Regions from separate parts of the Drosophila melanogaster genome. Here region 2 is linked to region 1. A link is a contact called in public Hi-C data. All regions are on one chromosome and are shown on one strand. Each heading gives the region's core, a stretch centred on a gene start, on an enhancer-like site or on the middle of the called end of the contact. The rest is flanking DNA. Distances are from core to core; before and after follow the strand shown. Region 1 overlaps CG12535. Region 2 holds the start of CG12535.

Region 1 (7,385 bases), core at 1,825-4,324:
GAATTCGGTTCGAGATCGAGATTCAGATCGAGAGCAGGCCGGTATAAAAAAAAAAAAAACAGAATTGGCTAAAACAACAATCGCATATCGCTTTAGACACGGTTGGCAATCAGGAAAATAATGACTGCTTTTCTGACATTTCTCGGGGGTGAGCAGGTACTTACAATTGCCAACTAATTGTTGGGCCTAAGTTCGTTTGGACCGCATCGAATTGCTTTTGGCCATATCTCGCTTTTCGAAATTTTTTTTTTTTTTGGCCAGGCACCGAATCAAGTGACAATTGTTCCAAAGTTCGCAGTTGTAGTTTCTCGCTTTTGATTGATTAATTGCCCATTTGATTTGATTTGACTCTATTTTTTGCCCCCTTTGACAATCACCGAATTCTCTGATAAAGACTTTTGGCGACTCATAAGATGGCAAAAAAAAATATATATGTATACAAAATTCAGCAAATAATTGGGGGCGGTGTAAAGAGGTAACAACATAACAAAGATCGGCAATTATTTGACTTTATTCGATTTTGGCACATGGGAAAATTATATTTGACCAGAAACTTGAGGATTGTCATTTCAATATTGCGGCAGCAAGTTTTGACGAGCTGAACACAAACTATAACTTTATGTATTTTAAATGATTTATTGCATTTAAATGTATATAACTGATACTTGTTGTACTCGGCAACAGGCTTAGGTAACAGCATAAGTAATTAAATTGTTTAACACATCTCATTCATTCATAAAACAGCATTTATATAAACACACGCTATGAGCAACTCGCTTAATAATTTAGCAAATAAAGTGAACCCTTCGATGAATGCACAAATAGGTCAATCTTAAAACAAATTATTAACACTATTAAAAGAACAGATTTCAGTTTATAAGCCAATTTTCCCCACTTTTTAAAACATTTCTCATTTAGTGGGCTTCTAATTCAGCGATATTCAGCGCTTAGAGGTATACAAACAAAAATTCGCCCAGAACCGAATTAAATGTTCCTGAAGTAATTTCAAATATTTGAAACAACTTGGAGGACAAAGCTATCGCTAGAAAATTCCAAATAATTTCTTAGGTAAGCCCCAAACGAAAATAAAAAAAAATCGTTGAGTTGGGTTCACAGTTTGAGCTGGAAGTGATCACTCCACCTCCTCTACGTTCGCAGGTTTTTAAAGGAAGGCGCAAAAAGTCCGAAAAAAAAAGAGAAATAAAAGGAATCCTATTAAGCAGGCAAAACGTAAGCGGAATTTTAAGTTCATTTGCCCAGCAGAGCGTGCCGCGACTTTTATATGATGATTCCTTTATTTTGGTTTATTTTTCTTTTTTTTTTGCGGGCTTAACTCTTTTTCCCCAGTTCTATTTTCCCCCAGCCGCTTTATTTCATTGGCAGTATAAAATATGACTCGAGTTCAATTGGGAAAATGGTCTACATTAGCTTTGAGTGGAAAAAAGTACACATAAAAAATGATCTCTATTGTAGTAAAAGTAAAAGTTCAAATTTTTTAACTCGAAATTAAGTGCCAAAATTGCACATCTTGAATGGCTCCATTAAGAGGCCAAGTTTTTGTTTCTCCCAGGAATCCATCTTGGAGAGTCCAATTCGGTGCAGCAACAGGTTGCTGCAACTGCCACGCCCTACTTTGCCTCCTTGATTTCAAGAAACCGTCGGGCTTTTAAATGCACCGCAGAAAGTGAGTTCCTTCACTTTGTATTCACAAATTAGACACAAGTTAAACATTTTTACGGTTTGTGAAGTGGAGCCGACGATGAGCGATGGACTCGTAGACATTGCCCTGTTGACGACGATGATAATGTTGTTTTTGCTTGCCTTCGAGACCAAATGCACTGAACGAAATTGAACGCTAGTTGGTCGGATATATAATATCCTGTTGCGATTAAAAGCTTTCATTGGTACTGAAAAGCACTGCACATAAGCACTTTTTTTTTATCAAACTTAAAAAAAAAACACTTTTTCATTAACTCAATCGATTTAAGCGAGTGAAAATAGAAACGAAAATTGAGAGAAATATCATATCAAAGGATATGAGATATTTTGTGTAGTGTACTTATTGAGTTCCTTTTCATTCCAGCGCATCACTCAAAATTTACTTACCATGTAAAGCATGACCGTGTGAAACGAAGCCGCCGTCGTCTGCCTCTGGTGCTCCCCTTGCAACCAGCACCCCCCCCCCCCCGCTCTTTCTATCTCTCTCTCTTTCAGCCTTTCGCGACCCTGTCTGCTGGCCAAGCCTGTACCCCCCCCCCCCCCCAATTCATTACCACACATTGTACTTTTATGGATATCGCATAAGTTCCTTGGCGCACCACTGCCAGAACCACTCGGCAGACCATGTCTGTGCGTCGTCTGTCTGCCCCACCCAACGGGCACAGTGGTGCAAGTGCATTGTTAAAATGCGCTTAACAAATGTGCAACTCGAAAGTTAAATGAATTATCTCGTTCTTGCTCATTACTATTTTGTATCAAAATTTAATCATAATTAAAACTACTTAGTTCTGGTTCTTTCACATAATTTCTCTAAATGCTTCCTAAAAAAAAAAAAAAAAAAAAAGTCGCGTGCACAGTGTGCCAAAAACATGCGCTAAAGAAGGAGTAAGGAGCCATCTTTCGGTTTCTCTTTCTCTGATTGCGTTGCGTTGTTGTGTCTACTTGAAAGTCTGCACGCAATGTGTTGTAAGATTGGGAGTGAGGCGTAAAAAGGGGCGTGTTGGTGGTTGGTGCAAGCTGTGCACAGCTACACTGTGAACAAGTTAAATATTATGTTTATGTTATATAACAATTATTGAATATTTCGCATCGAAAGCGATGTCCTTTGTTCACATTTCGAAATGCATAGCGAAGTGAAATGGTTGATATTTTTTTGTTCTCTGTACACACTCACATACTGGGGAATGTGCCGTGCCGCCGTGCCTCCTTGCCCCCAACCAACCGTCCGTCCACCGCCAATATCATTCAAAACCCACCCACCCCCGCGCCCTTTTATCTCTTTCATTGGTATGTAAACCGCTGCCTCCGCCGACTGTCTCCCTCTCTTTCTGCCCCGTCTGTCTGCCTGTGTGCGTTGTGCTCTCTCTCTCTCTGTTGTTGTTGGTTCATTGCCCGCCAAAAATTTTTGAAGGCCAAAATAATATGAGATTTTTTGTTCGCTTCGCATTTTTTTTTTTTTGTTTTGTTTCTTTGCTTATGGCTGCTGCTTCTTTTATTTTTCTCTTACTTCAGTCATTTCAGGTTTTCCCTTTCTGGCAAAATTTGCCCCCCTCCAGAAACCAAAAAAAAAAAAAAAAAGTAAATAAATAAAGAACAGCGAAAACCCAAACAGAAAAAGTTCACATACTTGACTGGCCTTCCCTCTCGCTCAGATATTCTTGTCTCTTTCTTCCACTGTGCAATTTACACACTTTTTTGTTGACAAAAAAAAAATTTTTTTTTCCTGGGAATTAGAGAAGCCACCAAGATTTCCGATCAATTGAACTTCAAGCTTGGTTTGGTTTTTCGAATCGGTTATTAGATTATGGTCAAATGAATATTAAAATCAATCCACGAGGGATAGAGAATAATAATAATAAGAAGAATATTTTGAAATATTAATCTCAATTGTATATCCTGCGCCTGACTTCCTGACTTTAATTAGTTTTATTTTTTACCTTTTACGTTATTTTCATTTTCATTTTTTTTTTTTTTTTTGCCAACTTCTTGTTATCTTCTTGTTGTGGGGGGTTTCCAAGAAGCCATCCCCTCCGGTGATGAAGAGTTTCGGGCTCCATTTTGGAGCGGTGAGAGCGGTGAGCGGTGAGCGGTGGCTTAGTGGTTCAGAGGGGGGGGGGGGGGAACTACTTTTCGGGCTCCAACCATTCAAGCAAAGAACCACTTGAACAAAGCTCCGAGAAACCGAGTATCTTTTTTTTCGCTCTCTTCAGAACGCGCGTTGTTGGCCAAAAAAAATTAAAAAGAAAAAAAAAAAAAACAAAAAACCAGCTCGAGCACTTGAGAGATCTGTTAATAGAGCTGATAAACTGTTCGATACAATTTCGAGGCTCAAAATTCCAAGTTGCCATCGCGGTAACACGCTCCACGCAGTGTCAAGAAACTCTCGAGTATCTAATTATATGGTAATACCAACACACAGCACACGGGTGTACACATAAATTACTCTTATTACTATCACACACAGTGGAAAGAAAAACGCTTACGCAATAGGCGATAAAAGTTAACCGACGTCGATCTATGTATTACGCCATCGCCATCGAAATCGTTAGTTTTCTGTATTCCCATACATATTTCACGAAGACCAACTACTAAAGGAGTTGATTGCCAGTGTGCCAGTTTTGGGACCGTTTAGCCCAACCATATATCTATTCGTAACTTTTCGATTTATTAGATACATATTACTCATATATGATCTCTTTGTTCGGGCAGCTGATGATCAATCAGAAGTGATCTCATCCAGAGGCTGGGTTCTTTCAGCTTTCATATTTGCTCATTTCTTTTGCTACGTAATTAATATTGTCAAAGTCGAAAGCTACATTTTGACTTTCGTCGTTTGATATGTTACAAAATGTGTAATAACAAATGGAAAATAAATAAATTAATTGAAAAATTATCGAAATAAATCTAACCATACATATGTATGTATGCACATTCATTGTTTTAATATACTTAACTTTTAATTACTCAAATTTTCTCAAGCGAGCCCATTAAATATTTGGATCAGAACACATTCTCAGTATTTCCACGCAACACTAAAGGTAAACCAACCTCAAAAAAAAAAAAAAAAAACAAATTTTCCTATTTTCTTTCAACACTTCATTAGCATTGTTTGAAAATAGTTTTTGATCGAGCGAACTAATTTAAAATCGATTTGTATATTTTGAATAATCGGCGAAGCATTCGCAAGATGGCATTCCATCAAAATGGAATAATCGGCCAACAATAACTGAGACGTCTATCTATGTATCCTATGGCAATGTATCTGAATCCAATACGCGATTATCAGTTTCTATGCCAAATTCAAATTGTTAATTTTTTCTCACATTTCACTTGCTGCGCGGTCAAATTCATTCATAAATGTGAGGGATCAACTTGTGACAATGCGTAGACGCGTAGACATAATGCCACATGATCGCATCATCATAATCATAATCATCGTTTACTACCGCCCATACGCACATGCCCCTCGTAGCCACCACCCCCCCCCCCTCAGAAAAAGCTCCCCTTTCGAACGCCAAGTTGAAGCGCAACTTTTGAATTGCGTAAATTGATCGCAACGGATCCGAACCTTATCAAGTCGAGCCGAGAGGCAGCGAAATGAAGGGATGGAGGGGTAGGTAGCTTTGGGCCCCACAGAGCCCCTCCCCTTAGCCCCCTTAACCCCCTTTGCCCCTTTTTGCCCGTTCCACAGATTCGTTTATTTTGATTTCCATTTTGAGACCCGTTGGCAACCCAAGATGCTTTGGCATAAACCATGAATTCTTTTATTCCAAAACGTAATTTACTTAAAAATTGTATTAATAAATATTGGTGGGGTTAGAGGGGTGCGTTTCTTTAAATACCCCTGTATTTTTTTTATGTATTTCGTGTTTATTTCATATGCTTTTAATTTGTATGCTGCTTATTTGGATTTTGTAGTTTTGAAGATTTGTGTTGTAAGTTAGCTATTCTCGTACTATTGTTTTGGCTTTCCATTCTGGGAGCGATTTCTTCTCTATTTTGATTACTTTTCCGACTTTACAATTGTGTGTACTTTTGGGGAGCCTTCTTCCTTTTTATTTTGCTCTCGGCGTTCTTTTTTGTCTTGGGTGTTGGGGTTGGGTCAATGGGACAATAAAACTAAGGTGAAAACAGAGAAGAACCGAAGAAAAAAACATCAAATAAAATGTACATAATTACGCAAACAAAGAATGGGCTGCCGACTTTTAGAGTTTGCTTTTGGTTGATCTTGGATTTTTGTTCTGTCTTCACATACAATCGGATTGCATGTGGGCTTCATTCATTTACTCACTCGCTTATTCAGCTTTTCATTCACTCATTCGTTCATTCATTCATTCATTTATTCATTCATTCATGGTGTCCATGAGCAACGAGTTTCCAAGTTTTCGTGCCACATGCACACGATCCTCAACGCGAGCGCAGATCACACAACCCTAACCAATTCGATACTCGATCTTGGCCTAACCCTTTGCACTCACTTGCCATTTCAAAAATTCATTTTCAACACTTGCAAATTTCAAATACAAATATTTTCAAACATTTTTTTTTTTTTCTTATATTATTTGCATAAATTCTTTAAGCACACTGCCTTAAATTACTGCTTTCGACCATTTTTGTGGGTGCTTTCGTTTAATTATAACTGCGCCAAAACAAAATTGGCCAAAGAAGAGGGCCAAATTTAACACCTACGCTGCCGGTGTCATTTTTTCGACGGATACCACATCCCACACAGCTGAGGCGAAAGTAATAGCCGTTGCAAAAAAAAAAATATATACAGTTTGTCAAAAAATTGTTTGCACAATGAAAAGTAAATTGTATTTTCTGCCTTTCAATGCAAAATTATAGATTTATTGTTAGATTTTTGTTATCTATTATGAATTTTTTATTTACAAAAATAATAACACAACTATTAGCAATGAACGATAAAAACAACTGAATCCAAGTTTATTTATATATTTATATTTTGTATTTGCGTGTATAGAAATAAATAGCATTTAGCGGCTTTATTAATTTCAAAAAAAAAGTATTCTATACTCACTGCTCACTTAATCTAAATAATATCGTTAAATCTAAATATACGTACATCATGTTTCAGATTTAAACTTAAATGCGACCCCATCTGTGCACTCAACTAGTAAATGGAATTTAATTGGTTTGTGTTGAAGGAGGGAAAGTGGGATCATTTTAGTTTACTTTTGCCGCAGCAAAAGCTGTCTGTCTGTTAGAGGTACCACTGTAGTCGGCCGAGCCCTGGCCAATTTGTCAATTTAATTTCATTTAATGCTATTCTATTTCAATATCCCTGCTTTATTTAGCCGACCATTTTGTGGCTATTTCTATTTCTTTCTCTATTATCTATTACGTGTGGAGTTTGGACTGCACAATAAAAAAAATAAAAAAATACGATTCCTATTCTTCGATTCATTGATTCATTCATAAATCAAAGTAACAATGGCATTTGTGTATTTCTTCTCCTTCGTTTAATTGTTTCATACCCTGTAATTTGGAATTACCAAGGTATATGATCTCTATAATATTCTGCCTCTGTGTCCCGAAACTCTCTTTTGATATTATACTCATTAAATAATTGGAATTTGATTGGGTTTTTTATCTCATCATGATTTACTGGCAAAAATCGTATTGCCAGGTATCCAATAGTCGGAAGA
Region 2 (7,385 bases), core at 3,269-5,768, 41 kb before region 1:
TCTCTGTATCTTTTTTCTATGCATCAGATAAGTTAATTGGCCGCTTTGGCCCAAAGGGAAACGGCAAAAGAGTTTCGGCCGTTGAATGTTGCCTGCTGCCGCTGGCAAAACTTGTTGCTGCCGTGCCTCTCTCAATGTGCAACGCCAACAATTGCCAGCAACTCGTAACCCAGTGACACAGTTTTGATTGAATTCAATTGAATTGAATGGAATGGAGTGGAATGGAATGGAATGGAATGGTGTGGAATTGAGTCGGTTTGTTGTGCAAGTTATGTTATGTTATATCTATATATGATATTTTACATATTTAAGTGTGAATTTTCCAAGGCAGCGATAATGGCTTCCTAAAACGATAGCCATAAATGAAAACTGTTAACATTTGCCAAGGAATGTTTACAAATTACGAAATCCGTTGTTAATATTAGTAATAGTAATAGTAATAAAGGGAAAACAATAATTTATGTAGAAATTGATATAATTTTACTGCACTATTTACCATTGCCCCTTAACCCCATATGTATGCATGTATTTGATTTAACCCATCACAATCATTTATTCATCTGCACGAATTACCACCACCACCCCCCTCACCAACTGGTGCAATAATTTAATTAATCCAACATGACAATTCACAAAAAGATAATTGCTAAATTACCCCGCCAACAACAATGGCATGAACAACGACAAAAAAAAAATAGCACAGAAATAGCACAACAAATGCAATGATAAATGATTTCAATAATTGACCAAAAAGGTAAACACAGAAAATTTGTTTGAGAAATTAGTTAGTCGCATGCAATTGCATTGATCGGAAAATCAGCGAGCGTATCATTCGATGCACATGTGTGGGCCACAAAAGGGTTAAGCTGGCTAGCAAATTTCAGCATTTTTCCAATTTGTTTGCTCTCTTTGGCGCCATCATCAGTTTTCATTCATAAAGTCGAGTCGCACTCGGTGTGCGAAAGAGATAGCAGGAGGCGTGCGCTGCTAGTTTAACGCATCGCTGAATTCGAGTTTGTGGCCAAAGTCTTTCGTTTTCGTTCCCATTACTGACCTCGTGCTGCATTTTCAGCTTTTCATCGGAAAATTCAATTGTCAACCGCATGCAAAACAGAAACAGAGAGAGAGAGAGAGAGAGAGAGATACAGAGAGAGAGAGAGAGAGAGACAGAAAACTGGCCATGCAACCCGGCTTCAGTTTTTTTTTTACATTTTCAGTCTCGTACTCTCATACCCTCGCAAAAATCATATAAAAGTGGGCCAAAAGCCCACATATATTTGTATGATTTAATTTTTTCTGGCATAAATTAAATTCTTTTCAATGCAAAGAATTCTTTTCGAACTGAACTTTCCAAAGAAATGACACACAATGGTAACATTTTTGGTGAGCTGATTCAAGGGTATGCAGAAATGACTATTTTTATTACGCTCACTTGGCGCATTGCTCGTGACGTAATTGGCAACTTCGGGTATCATCCGCATGCAATATGCCAAGGCGAGATTTGCACTTGTGTAAATATGTATGCGCTTGTGGAAAAATCATCTACGCTTAAAGAATTCTTCGCTTGATTCGCTTAACCCATATTTTAATCAGGATTGGCGATCACATGGCCACATACCACATCGTATCGGTCGCATAAATAACATTTCGAGCGCGTTCAAATGCGATTATTCATTGGTTGCATTTTGGAATGCCACCGATATGCTAATTCAGTTTAAATGTGTAGAAAAGGGTTTTAATGCCAGCAATTTTGGGATTGCGATTCAAGTGAATGTGTCAGTCTCTTGTCATTTGTTTTTTTTTTTTTATTTTATCGAATTTCCATGATATCTTTTATTTTTTTGCATTTTCATTTCATTTAGTACCTAAACATGTTGCAATAAATAAAATTGTTGCAGCAACAATGTTTCTAAACAAGCAAGAACATAACCCACTCAAACAACAAAGCAAAAGTGCTCAAAGAGAAGCGCTCAAGAGGGCAAAGAGAGCGAGAATAAAAAGAGAGTAAATTTCGTATTTTCTCATTTCAAAGTGTAAACGAAGTTTTTCTCTCTTTTCTCTTCGCCAAATTTGCCACAGAGAAATGGAATTAAATATGAGAAAAAGCTCAGCCGGCAAAAGAAGCTTTGCAATTTCACAATTGCGATTTTCGTAATGACGCCAAGAAACGAAATTGAAATTTCATTCTCTCAACTACGTATGTACATACACATATTTACATAAATTCACTCACATTTCGAGACCGCGTGGCATTCTTTCACAGATTAAGGATTCATTCTGTTCATTGTTTTTTTCTTTTTTTTCTGTGGAATCTTACAATGTTTCTCAGTTTTAAGACCGTATTTACACGAAAATATATGCATGCATAAAACTAAACGTTTTAAATGGTACTTACCCAATCACTCACATCATTCATTCATCATTGCGATGTTCATACAAATCCACTAGCTCCTGCAAATAAAAATATAGTTATTTTTGAAATTAGAGAGTTGTTTAACATGTGAAAATGGCCAGCATTTATGGAGCCATTAAGGCAGCAAACGAGAAAGTTCTCCATGGTTTAGGTTATTAGATATTAAGTATTTTCCGTTTCTGTTGGCCCGGTCGTGAACGTGAAATGGGCCCATGGAAATACTCACAAAAAAAAAACAGAAAACAGAAAAACAGAAAAAAAAACGAAACAAATAAAAGTTGGGGTAGGGATGGACGAGAGTCCCAGACAAATTTTATTGCGGCGGCGGCCTAAAATTCGGTATGGGGCGAGGGCGAAGATGGAGCCAGCCGGAGATCCATTGATTTTTTGTTCCGCGATTGCCACGCCCATTTGGCTGTGCGAATATTTATGTTACAGCCGGCTAAAGATGCAGATACAGATATAGATACGGGTACGGATCGGTGCGATGTCGTAAAACTTGTCCAAATTTATAATTTGACATTTATGCATTCTTTATGATTATTTATTACGTTAATTTTTGATTAAAAGTGGCGTCGACAACAAACCCTAGCTCGTCTGACGCCCAAATCGCCTCCCCATTTTCCCCATCCTCTTGATTCATTTGCGACATTTGTGGCATCGCATTCTGACTCAATTAGATGAACTCGGTCGGCATGGAAGGATGAAGTTCGTGATCTTGGAATTGATTGAAGGGGTGCTTCCACGTACATATGTAAATACATACCATACATTTGTACATACATATGTACATTCTGTGGCAGTACTAAGATCGGACTAAGTGTTAGTACTCCGTATTAGGGTAGCATTCGAAAGGCAACAAATTGCATGCGAAATGCGAACAATTATTCATACTTTGTATTTCCGAGAGCGATTAATATGAATTTCGCATTCGCATTGGACTTAGAGACAAGGCAAATGGCATTAAGTGCAAATTTAGCCGGTAGGGGCGGTCATAATCAGTAGCATACATAAATTACACAGACAAATGCACACCAGACATACATATGTATGTACATACATACATATGTGCATACATATACTTCAGCCATAGCTACTATAGCTACTCATACTATATAGAAGTCTATTATCGTGCATTCGAATTTCAGATTTCTCCCCATGCTTTTCGCTGATTTAATTATTTTCATTTCAAATTTCGCACACACTGCTTTTGGTTTATTTTTTGTGTTTTTGTGTCGTTTTTTTTTTGTTTTTTGTTTTTTTTTTTTTGCTCGCTTTATTGCCCGTCCAACATCCGTCCCCGAACTTTGTCAACTGCAGTTAAAATTTATTTCATTTAATATTTCGCGGCGCACGAAGGCTCCATCTAAATACATTGTTCATACATATGTATGCATGTATGTATGTATGTAAAAAGCTCTCTAAAAAATTAAATGCCTGGCGCGTCTTTTTACATGCTGTGCAACATGCGAAAATAAGTCGTAAAGTCATTCTTAAATAAAAATGCCAATATAGGCAAATGTTTGCACGCTTTTTAGTCGTCGTTCGTTGTACATTGTACATACATACGTACATCATTTGCACACTCGACAATTGTGCCCTTGGCCCACCAGCAGTCGAGCCAAAGATTATGATGCTATGGTTAATGGTTAATGGTTAATGGTTAATGGGATTATGTCTGGGGTTCATCAGTTCCGGGATCGAAAAGTGGGATATGACAATAGCTTTAGCTGCAACCGAACATTGAGCATTCTAAAGCCGCCGGATTCGGGAATAATATGTATGTATGTATGGGACTAGGGTACGATAGTTCGTAGATAAGATAACAAATCTAGCGAGAAAGTTGCATAACCTGGATGGTATCTAGTGGAGTCATAATAGAATTATACAATGTTTATACTACTAATATAAGAGTCTATTTTTGGTAGCTCGATTGAGTCCTGGTATTATCTTGAGTACACACACACACACACACGCACACACACACATTTGATACATTCCAAAGGCAGTATACTGAAACTGAAACTGAAACCTGATAACAAGTTCGTGATCTCACGCTCGGAAGCAGTGTGTCCAAAAATAAATGATTTTCATATCTGCAATTACCAATTTCCCATAACTCGTGCCCAAAAAAACTATATAAATGTACATATGTATGTATGTGTTATCAATAATGCAATAGTTCGTGGAATTTACACTCAAATTGTCCCGATTGTTAATTGTTATTATTATTATTTTCGTATTCGCCGTTCGATAAATGATCGGGACACCCAGACATTTGATCACACATTATTTTGATGGACTTGGTCCAGGCGCAGCAGTGTGTACTATTATTATTATTATTATTATTATTATTATTATTATTATGTCTCGTCTGCGTCTTTGTTTATATTCAGTTGTTGTTGGTTTTGCCCAATCGCGCAGCTATTTTCTATTTGCACCGTAATTTTATTTCGCCTTCTACTTTGCCCTGCACTTTGTCACCTTCTATCAGTCGTTTTTTGTTTTGTTTTTTTGTTTTTTCCCGGTTCCTATTTGTTGTTTTCCTTGTGCATTTGGCAAATTAGCTACGCTGCAAGCACCACACCACCCCCCCCCCCACACCGTTTTTCCTTCAGTGTAAAATGTCAACACAAGAGGTGCAGTTATCGTAAATTTCTGTTTGTTTTTCTCGCCACCCATTGATTTTCATTTGCACAATGGGCATTTTGGTTTGTGGTGCAAAACTCGTTCAGTTTTAGAGCAATTATTTTTTGATATCGATAATGGTTTTTAAATTTGCTGTTCATTCTTAACAACGAGATGTAATAAATTCATTTTCCTAATCAATTTCCAGACATTTTTTCCGTCGCAATTGCCACTTTTATACGGCAAACGTGTATGTACATATATGTATATATGGTACATACACATAAACAAAATAACGCTAGGGTATCTCCTTACTGGCCGCTCATTACTTGCACTTTTCCCTTTGTTTTAGTCGCTTCATCAGCATTTCAAATGTGGGAAACGCTGCTGCTCAGTGGGCGTGGCAATGGAGGGGCGCCAAGCGAAAAATAAGCAAAAAAAAAACAAGATGGCTCAAATGTGAATCAAAGTGATAAAACTCGAAAATTTCTACAAATTGCAGTTCAGCTCAGAAAAGAAAACTAGACAAACGAACGTATGTACATATGTAGATACTGAAATTTATTTTATTTAAGTCACTAATTCGATTTGTTTTCTTGCAGTGCAGTTGATAAGACTGCAGTGAGAGGACATCTGTTAATTAGCCATGCACGTGGCTTTCATTTTTACGAAGCTTTGGCTTGGCGCCATTTTCTCTCATTTGGTGAGCACGCCCACTCCACTCCCCACTCCCCCCCACCCACCGCCCATCGTTATAATACAGTTTACAGTTACGCCGATAAGCTGCGAGTTGCCGCCAGTCAAGTAGTTTCACCCAATAATCGCATTTTCCATTGCACTTGCACGAGCAACTTTGGCCGTTTTGCTTACTACAATATATGCAAATGCATATAATGAATAAATGCATACATAAATCGCATTTAAATTTAGCCTTGCACCGAAAAAAAAATTACTTGAAATTTATTAATATTACAAGGCAAATTTCTCACTATTGGAAAGAATCATAATATATTGTATATTTTCTAAGTTAATTATATAGTTTCTTAGTTATCTATTTCTATGCGCATATTTCACTTTATTAATAGGTGACTATAATTTTTGTTACGAACTTATGTCCTTTGCAGGTTCTTCAAAGCATTCCTGTTTTCCTGTTTCCCCTTAATGTGTCCCATTTGATGTGTTCCAAGAACACAGAAGAAAACCCACAGGTGTTCTTCTCTGTTGCCTTAAAGTTGCCTATTTTTTTTTTCATTCTTTCGTACTTTTTTGAAAAAAAAAAAACAAAAAAAAGAAAAAACAATTTGGCAAACAGCATTTGACTTACTTACTTACTGCTGATGCTTTCCGCTGCTGTTTGCTGTAACTCCTTTATCTTTGGGCTAGCTACAAATACAAATACAACCAAAGTCAAGTTCATAATTTCAATTTTCAAGGTTTTCGGTAAACATTTTGCAACAAAAGAGGGGCAAAACAAAGCGGAACAGCAGAAAACAAAGTAAACATTGCCTAGTAAAATAGCGCAAAAAGAGTGCAAAAAAAAAAGAAGAAAAAATGTGCAAAAAAGAAAGAGTAATGTGGGATCGTAAATGGTGAGGGAAATTCGGGTATGTGTTTGTATTTTATTTGACTTGTTTTTTTTTTTTTTTTGTTGATTTTTTTCTTTTGCCGGCTCCCCGTTCTCCACTCATTTGTTTTGCTTTGGTCTTTTGTTTACGAGTATTTTATGGCGTGCCAATATTAATTGCACTGCCACAGTTGGTCCTCGATATCGACGATTAAAACATGTACCTTAGCCGCCCAATTTACATATGTATGTATGAATGTATGTACATATGTGCATATATCCAGTTAAACAGAATATTACTTAACCCATATCAACGTGAGCGATCGTTTCGGCAGTTGTAGTTGGCGGTGATTTACCCGCGAAAGGGTTTCGTGGAAACTACTTTCCCAGATAATGAAAACTGGCGCCTGTCTTGCCGGCATTTTGCGATAATTCCCCCTCGACAAGTTGAGAGGTGTGAATACGAGTATGTGGTGTAGTATCTAGTATCTAATACGGGCCGAGGCGGAAGGGTATACCAGTTTACTCACTGCATTCCGGGGGAAAAAAAAAAATAAGCAACTCACACAATTAGCTAGCAGTTCCCCTCGCAAAGCTCTTTGAACCCGGCGATTTGATATGCATAAGTTGTATTTGATCGCCACAAAGATAGGTTTAGCTATGATTTTTTTTTATTTAGAGGGACTTTAGACGAATCGAGAATCCCCCCACAAAAAGCTGCCAAGTCACTGGCATTGCATTTGTCTAATAAATGAATGAAATAAACTGAACTGAATGAAT

What was found. Hi-C and Micro-C count contacts between places; a contact is called where the count stands out from the background.
Region 2: a Hi-C map of the OSC cell line shows a contact between it and region 1, with 5 times the contacts expected there. The contact joins the promoter of CG12535 here to the enhancer-like site in region 1. A contact is called at or near these places in 43 of 107 Hi-C or Micro-C datasets (the D17-c3 cell line, the Kc167 cell line, the OSC cell line and 12 more) and 4 of 6 datasets of contacts at active chromatin or transcription factors (the Kc167 cell line and the S2 cell line).

The regions. Positions count from the first base shown.
Region 1 is chrX:3,403,545-3,410,929 of dm6, reverse strand. The region is part of intron 2 of CG12535; the gene reads left to right. All of the region lies in intron 2 of lncRNA:CR44999 (long non-coding RNA:CR44999), which reads right to left. Among named protein-coding and RNA genes, the nearest start is that of tRNA:Gln-TTG-2-1, 20 kb to the left of the region's middle. Within about 2 kb of position 3,074, at least 24 of the 39 cell types and tissues checked have an H3K27ac peak or open chromatin away from gene starts, as enhancers often do. A contact at or near this core is called in the Kc167 cell line, the OSC cell line, the S2 cell line and 5 more, where this site is marked.
Region 2 is chrX:3,446,076-3,453,460 of dm6, reverse strand. It overlaps CG12535, which reads left to right and starts at 4,518. Exons shown (of 4, transcript NM_001297909.1): 1 at 4,518-4,566. lncRNA:CR44999 (long non-coding RNA:CR44999) reads right to left here. Exons shown (of 4, transcript NR_123782.1): 3 at 2,396-2,451.